Regions from separate parts of the Zea mays genome. Here all the other regions are linked to region 2. A link is a contact called in public Hi-C data. All regions are on one chromosome and are shown on one strand. Each heading gives the region's core, a stretch centred on a gene start, on an enhancer-like site or on the middle of the called end of the contact. The rest is flanking DNA. Distances are from core to core; before and after follow the strand shown.

Evidence for each region. Hi-C and Micro-C count contacts between places; a contact is called where the count stands out from the background.
Region 1: a Hi-C map of endosperm shows a contact between it and region 2, with 4 times the contacts expected there. The contact joins the promoter of LOC100382515 here to the promoter of LOC100284625 in region 2. A contact is called at or near these places in 5 of 25 Hi-C or Micro-C datasets (bundle sheath, ear, endosperm and 2 more).
Region 3: a Hi-C map of leaf shows a contact between it and region 2, with 5 times the contacts expected there. The contact joins the promoter of LOC100381307 here to the promoter of LOC100284625 in region 2. A contact is called at or near these places in 7 of 25 Hi-C or Micro-C datasets (bundle sheath, ear, endosperm and 2 more).

What each region holds. Positions count from the first base shown.
Region 1 is chr7:28,578,964-28,581,663 of Zm-B73-REFERENCE-NAM-5.0, forward strand. LOC100382515 reads left to right here and starts at 1,318. Exons shown (of 4, transcript NM_001175252.2): 1 at 1,318-1,766; 2 at 1,866-1,918; 3 at 2,469-2,648. The coding sequence starts at 1,353.
Region 2 is chr7:28,917,671-28,920,370 of Zm-B73-REFERENCE-NAM-5.0, forward strand. LOC100284625 (senescence-associated-like protein) reads left to right here and starts at 1,273. Exons shown (of 5, transcript NM_001157520.1): 1 at 1,273-1,463; 2 at 1,942-2,700. The coding sequence starts at 1,969.
Region 3 is chr7:28,654,759-28,657,458 of Zm-B73-REFERENCE-NAM-5.0, forward strand. It overlaps LOC100381307, which reads left to right and starts at 1,311. Exons shown (of 4, transcript NM_001195855.1): 1 at 1,311-1,412; 2 at 1,517-1,570; 3 at 1,676-1,727. The coding sequence starts at 1,321.

The DNA.
Region 1 (2,700 bases), core at 68-2,567, 340 kb before region 2:
AACCACCACTATTCAAGGCATCCAAGTTTCCAGCATATTGCATTCAATACAAGAGCTCTAGACTTCACTCCAAGACACAAACAAGAGATCAAATCCTCTCCAAAGTCCAAAACTACTCCAAACAATTAGTGACTTGTGAGAGAGAGATTTTCGTGTTCATTCGAGTTCTTGTCGCTTGGATCGCTTTTCTTCTTCCTCTTTCTTGTTCTCAAGACACTTGTAATCAAAGCAAGAGACACCAAGTTGTGGTGGTCCTTGTGGGGGTCTAAGTGACCCGGTTTGATTAAGGAGAAAAGCTCACTCGGTCTAGGTGACCGTTTGAGAGAGGGAAAGGGTTGAAAGAGACCCGGTCTTTGTGACCACCTCAACGGGGAGTAGGTTTGCAAGAACCGAACCTCGGTAAAACAAATCACCGTGTCATCCGCTTCATTTGCCTTTGATTTGTTTTTCGCCCTCTCTCACGGACTCGGATTTTATTCTAACGCTAACCCCGGCTTGTAGTTGTGCTTAAAGTTTGTAAATTTCAGATTCCGCCTATTCACCCCCCTCTAGGCGACTTTCAAAAACTGCTTCATGTCCATATACAAGCTCAAAAGGAAAGACTTTAGTAGCACAGTGCTTAGATATTCTATAAGCCCACAAAGCCTGAGACAACACCTAGTGCCAGCGTCTGGGATGGTCGACTATCTTCTTTTTAATAAGGCCGATCAATGTCCTATTACTTGACTCGGCTTGACCATTGGACTGAGTGTAATATGGATAAGAATTGAGCAATTTAATTTTATATAATTCAGCAAACTCGCGTACCTCTTTTGACATGAAGAAGTTTTGATCGGTGGTCAGAGTCTAGAGAATGTTGAATCCATGAATAATATGCTCAATCACAAACTCACTTACCTCTCTATGTGTCATATTTTTTAGAGCAATGACTTCCGGCAACTAGCACAAGCCAATCATAGGTGGTATGCAAATAGCTAAATGCCTATCGGAAAATGTTTTTCTTGTTGTCGATAGCCTATAGATTGCGGGGTTAATCGATCATTAATGTTGCCATCCCAAAATTTCAACCGGAACAATCATATTTTTCCAAGTGATTTCTATATTACCAAAGAAAAATAGACTAATTTTCTTTAGAAAAATAAAAATTTATTGAAAAAATTGTGGTTGGCAAACTAGCTTAAGAAATTGAATTTGAAAATCCGAAATATTGTCATTCGCCAATTCTCAAAGATGAAGGATTCCCAGGCCCAGGCCCAGGCCCAGGCCCAATGGGCAATGCTCCCCGAAGCCGAAGCGGAACGAAACGGTCCACACGCTGGCTAGCCCCCGTCCCGACTCCGAAATCCGAATCCATGGCCGTCCTCCGCGCGTCGCCGCCGCCCTTTCTCCCCCATCCGCTCTCGCGCCCCTCTCAGTGCAAGCGGCGCCCCACCTGCCGCGTGGTCGCAGCCACAGCCAGACCCAGTCCTGCTCCTTCCAGGCCCAGGAGCGGCGGCGTCCATGGAGGCCGCCCCAAGAGGGGGCTTCTTGCGGCAAGGAGAAGGCCGGCGGAGGGGCGGGTGCCCTGCTTGCGGGCCACGGAGGCGGGGGTCGGTGCGGCAGGCGTCGCGAAGGAGGAAGACGAGTACCTGGCGCGGGAGGCCGGGTGGGGCGTGCGGCGGATGGCACGGGTTGGGGAGGAGATGCGGCGGGTGGCGCAGGTCCAGGCCGAGGCCTTCCACGTCCCCGTCGCGCTCTTCAACGACTTCTTCTTCGACTTCTTCAAAGTGAGCACGTGTCTGAGCTTGCTTGCGCTTCAATTGGATCTGTTCGTCCGTCCTCACGGTGCTTGTACTGGCGGCGTTTGTTGCTTGCGTCAAGATTAGGCCGAGGTGCTGTCGGCGCTCATCTACAGAGTGAGGAACTCGCCGCCTGACAGGTGCGATCAATGCTCTTGATTGCTGTGCTACTTCATAACGCTGGTAGCAATGCCAAATAGTACTTGTACTGGATTTTGATTAGAAAGTTTAATTTGTCTAGAGCAACGTGGTGGTGTTTTTGGTAGGAGTTCTTATTCGAATGAACAAGTTAATGTAATGTTCAAATTTACATGTTCTCTGATCATATATTTTACACCTGAAATGCATTCTTGTTGCTCTCAATCTGTGCTCCGAAGGCGGCAAACATCTATGTTTTTGGGTTTTTTTTTGTACCAGTATATCATCAATCTTAGTTCGGTAGTGTTATGTTTGTCAAAGACAGTAATTTAAATCAATTGACATTTGCCATTTAGTATCGAAATAATCCCAGGCATCTGATTTACTGGCAAGTTATTACGTTGTGCCTCATGACCCTTCTGCTAAAATTGCAATTGACATGTGTTGGCCTGCAGGCTTCGTTAAATCCACGCGTTAGGACTAGTCGATGCCTGAACCTTATTTAGTTCGCTAACAATGCCGCCTACACCAACTGAACTCTGTTCTCCTTAGATACGCTTGTTTGGTGGCTGAAGAAGCTGAGGCAGCCGACCAGCCGTCAAAGGCACCATATGAGAAGATCGTCGGGGTTGTGGATTGCACGGTGCAGGACGAAGACGGCATCCTAAAGCACCTTCGAGGCGCGGATGAATACCTCTACGTGTCAGGAATTGCAGTCTTGCCACCATTCAGGTGACCTCTAACACGTGTTTTCTCGCAGCTCTACTTGCCCAATGGGTCCAAG
Region 2 (2,700 bases), core at 23-2,522:
TAAGTTCATATTCTAGTATGCTCAAGTACAATTATTTGATTATACATATTTTATTTATATTTATATAGCACTTTTCTTCTCTTTTCTCAAATTCTAAAATTTCTTTTAGATCTTAAATTCCAATTTGGGCATTAATATATTTCCTTTTTCATTATTTTTATTTTATCACAAAATGCACACAAAATGAAACCCAGCATGATGCATGATTTATTTGAGTGTCTTTTGTTAATTATTTATTTGTTTAAGTGAGGTGTTCACATGTGATGATGAGTAAAGATATCACACACATATAGATAAATAAATTAATTTCTCCTTTTATATTTTCTTATAAATTGGGTATTACAGTGATCAATATGTAAACCTTTATAAAAAATTCTATCAAATATATAGATCCAGTCGATCGAACACCACCAATCAAAGTGACTTATTTATGTTGAAACGTGCACTTACGTCGTGTATCCTAGAAGTAAATTGAGGTGAAGTTCCTGAAATAATCCTTGCAAAGATATGCAATCTGTTTGTTAAATCTCTATGTGCATATACTTTCAGAAGAAGATGTTTTGCCATATTGATACAATTTTACAAGGATCAGGGGGTATGTTTCTAAATTTAGTCCTTGTAGAAGATTCGATGTAATCTAGATCTAGAAAATCGAAATCTGTCCTGATGACAGATGTTGTATTCTTTTTTCCTTGATGAGTTTTTCTGAAGTTTCTTACGTAAGATTTTTAACGAGGCAACAAAGTGCAAAAGCAATATGCGTCACCATGTGCTCTTTCTCCACATTTTTTCCACTGGGTTTTTTAGAGTTTTAATGAGACATGTGTTGGTCGCGGTATTCGTCTAAGGGGGAGTGTTGATAAACCCTAATGAAGGGTTATATGAGCAAATACTGAATATGCCCACGAGGGGTATCACGTCTCTATATATGCAACTTGTACCCTCATATAGAATACAGAAGAGAAAGAGACAAGAGGTCCAACCATATACCTTGTGTCTCGTGTGTTTCACTGTTGTGCTTATGGAAAGAGAGACATATCTTGTACAACTTCTTGTGTCTAATCTACTAATAGAAAAGAAGAGAACGGATCTAATGATGCATGGTAATGTTGTTATTCAACACTACTATACTACAAGAATAACGGCACACAACGTTTGTACTAGGCCGGCCTGGTCTTGCGGTCGTGGGCCGGGCCTTCTTTTATCGTGTCGGCCACGCCGCCTCGCGTGCGCGTCAACCATTCCCTCGGACGCCGTGCCGCGTGGTGTCGTGTCGCCTATTCTTCCTCTTGCACCGCAGTGTTCTTGCCGCCGGCAACTCGGCTCGGCTCAACAAGCCACGCAACCTTCCGCCGTCGAGACTCGTGAGGCGTCGTCGCCCCTGCCCTCTCTGCCGACAGGGGACAGGGTGGAGAGTTGCCCGGGCTCGGGTTGACTCGTGTGGGCGCCTCTTTCACGCGTTCGTAAGTAACCCTAGCACCCTGGATCGCTAACTGAATCGAAACCTTCATTTCTCCTCGTTCGGTTAATTAGCCGGAGATTTGTATGCATTTAATCCATCGATCCACTCGCAATTCGGTCGCAGCCTATTTCGCGAAACAAATGAATCCGGGTGTTCACAAACAAACCACCCGAAAATTAGGTGACAAGATTGGAGTACCTTACATGTTGTTTCCGCAATTCAAAGTGGGTTTTGCTGCAAAAGGTATCGTGATAGATAGATTTTAGCTGAGAGAGGTCAATTTCTGTAGCCTCTCATAGTTGTCACTGAAAGAGGGTGTGTGGTGGTCGGAGAGGGGGGGGGGGGGGGGGGGGGGGGTCCTAATAGTCTGTCAATCAGGCCATAAAACTAGTGGTTCTGGTTGTTTATCTTCTATTTAGATATTTGTACATCCAATACGTACATTGAACATGTTCTCATTTCAGGTTTCGTTGTTTCAGAAAGTTGTGTGCTATTCATTGATTGCCATGTCAACACGTAGGGAGGTTGTCTTGTATCACCCATTGCCTGCACCAGGAGTGACAAACAACCTCAAGGATGGGATCCAGTCAAAAGTTATGGAAACGGTTGGCAATGCAATCAACTCATTCGATCCAAATGCGTTGCCTCGGCATATAGAAGGGGCATTGGGAACAGCTGGAAACCTCATTAACTCATTTGAGCCAAAATGGTCTGGGAAAAATGAGTTTGATTTAAATGGGGAAGCTGATTTCCTTGATGGATATGAATGCCCTGATGAATATTGGGGCTCTGCACCTGTGAAGGCGCACAAACCAGTTAACATTAAGAACCTGCTGGGTGGCGTTATTGCGATAATCGGTCGCAATTTGGGAAATACTGAAGCTGAACAGCCAAAGGACACTAAGACCAGTGTCTCATTCCTTGGGTCGGCTGATGATGGTAACACATTCTTGCATTCCTCAGTCTACATGCCAAGTGCTCCACCAGTACTTGATGAAGAAGCCTTAAATTACAACATTTATAGGGCTGTACTGGAAGCAGAGCCACCAGAATGGCTTCCTGACAGTTATGCTAGTGCGTGTATGCAGTGCGCTGCTCTTTTTACTGCCCTTACACGTGGAAGGCATCATTGTCGATTCTGTGGAGGGATATTTTGCAGGGCATGCTCAAAGGGACGATCGCTGTTGCCTGCCAAGTTCCGTGAGCGGAATCCGCAAAGAGTCTGTGATGCTTGTTAT
Region 3 (2,700 bases), core at 61-2,560, 260 kb before region 2:
AGGGGGAGCGTTTCGTCACGCTGATATATAGGGTCCATATGTCAATATGTGGAAAAAAATTCTTTACATACCGGATGTAAAAAATCTCTTTTACAGCCCCTCACATATTTTAGCTGCTTGTCCATATAAATAGAAGAAAAACAAATTAATAAAGGGTTTTTTTTGTAAATTTTGATCTGTGTTTGTGGGCCTTCAAGTGATTGATGTGGGAGGCTGTAAAAAATAGCGTTTACATCCGGTATATACAGAATTTTCTTCCCAATATGTCAATGTTACGCTCTATCGCGAAATCAGTCCGTTTGGATCCAACTAAGGCTCGAACATTGCTTTATGATCGAACTAATATATTTTAAAAGTTTGTGGACCATAATGACACAATAGACAAGGTTAAATACCAAAAATGTATTTTAGTTAATAATAGTATACTAGCCGGTTGCCCGTATTTACTATAATTGTTATATATCATATAAATAGATATTCAAATATTTATTCAAATACAATTTATTCTTTATTTCTAAACACTAAGCATGTGTAGTCTGGTTGTTAGCTCCAAATTTTTGGAGGAGGGGGCTTGAGTTCAAGTGCTCGTTTTGCACTATTTTTTATGTGATGTGGTGGCTGCACGGTCGGGGTTGGGTGCTCGACAGGTGCGGAAGCTGGTTACACGGGCGCTGGGGTCCATAGCTCAGTAGCTGAGAGAGCACTGTGCTTCGAGGCGGTGCGCATGAGACGGGTCTAGAGTGTCCGCGCGAAGGGAGAAGACGCCCACGTTAGGTTCTTGATACACTAATATAGATCACTGTTTTAAATGTCCAGCTAAGGGCCTTAGCGACGAGCTTTTGATAAACTATAAAGACTATAGCTACGAGCTAATCCATTTAACGGGTTTTTAAAAGAAAATGACATAACTTTATTGATAAATTAAATGTTTATTATTTGAATCTGAAAATTTAAAGTAGTAGTTTAAATATTCAATAATAAATCAACGTATATGCAAATTCAATGTTCAACGACGTTCAACGACACATGTAAAAGACATTTAACCACTGCTTAACAAATATTAAATTAAAGGACCTGCCTATAGTTTATTTTTGGGCCTCAATGTTTCAAAGGTTCGAACAGTAAAAAAAGGTTACATGTTTAGTGGCTAAATCAAACTAATATTATGTATTTAACGAGCTAAATAAAATTATTAGCGGCTAATTTTAATTAGCATTAAATGGTGCATCTCTTAGATTTAGACCTGGTGAAATGCTATAGCTGGCTATTTAAAACATTGGTATATACAGTGCGGATAGCGTGACAGCGTCAACGCCAGCCATGGCGGCGGCTCAGTCCTCCACCGATTCGTTGGCTCCGCACCTCCGCCGCCGTCCGCGCCGCCTCGTATTCGACCGCCGCTACGGCTGGATGTAAGAGACACACGAGCACCCGCAGCCCCACCTCCCCCCTGCGGTATCCGCCGACGTCCTGATTCCGTGCTCTGACGCTCCCTCGCCCCTCCTCTCTCCCGCAGCTTTGACGAATGGACGCACCCCGCCGACCAAGCCCTCTCCGGCGGCCGCGGAATGTTAGTGCTTCTAACACTCCCTCCGACTTCCTTCTTTTCCCCATTTTCCCAGCCTCTACTCTGGTACAGGAATGATGAGTTCATATCTTCCATGCTGATTCTCAGGTTCTGTGCGCTGACGATGGCGCGGTCGCTGGTGAGCGCTGCGGCGTGCTCGGTAATCGCCTCGCTGACAAGTTAGATTATGTGCTGAATTTTTTTTGGTTATCTTTGCTGGATTGGATTGCTGTGAAAGGATTGCGGGGATTGCGGGGACATGTAAGAAAATATGAACTCTAAATCCAGACATACTAGCTTGGAACTAAAGTTTGCCTGCAACAAAAATTGAAAGGAGGCCAATCGACAGACAGAGCAAGAATACAGCAGAGGAGCCTGGAATTGAAACAAACCAATTAATCGGGAGAGCAGAGGGGACTGAAAGAGCATTGCAGAGCAGAAGGGCCTATGTCTGTAACCTTACCTGTCACAATGTGCAGACCAGGTCAGGCCAGTGTTCTAGGGTCTCCATCAGAAGGACAATGGGAGACCTGGGGCTAACAGGTCTGAACAAAAGGGGAGTAAGCAATGCTAGGAAGATGGGGCAGGACATTAATGTGAGCACAAATAACTGGGAACACAAATCTGAACGGGGGAATTAATCGCCAGGAACGCACAATCAAATGGGAGAATTGATCAGAGAAATAATCATCTGAGAATGCTCATCTGAAACCCCTCATCTACTCAGCATAGGATAGGATTCTAAAGGGAGCATCTTGGGAGGCAATGTGGTGCTGAACAGAGGAGCCAAAAGGGCAGGGACCTGAAGGGAGGGAGCCACAGGGAATCATGATGTGAGCATGGAAAGCTGAATAGAGAAAGCCACAGGGGCCAGGTCTGCTAGACACAAGTGGTGTGGGGGCAGTGTGTGCTTGGCAGTGCCATTGGTAGCGGGCGGCTCTGCTAGGCGGAGGTGGAAGGAGTGGACAATCGGTTTATTCGGTTTGGTTTTTTGGGTGTTATAAAACTTCGTTTTTGAGAAACAGAGAACCGATTGGTGCTTAGCCAAACTAAAAACCGACATCTTCGGTTGTTGGTGTTTCAGTTTGTACCGAAGTTATAAGTTGCACCCCTCATCTACCGATTGGTGTTTC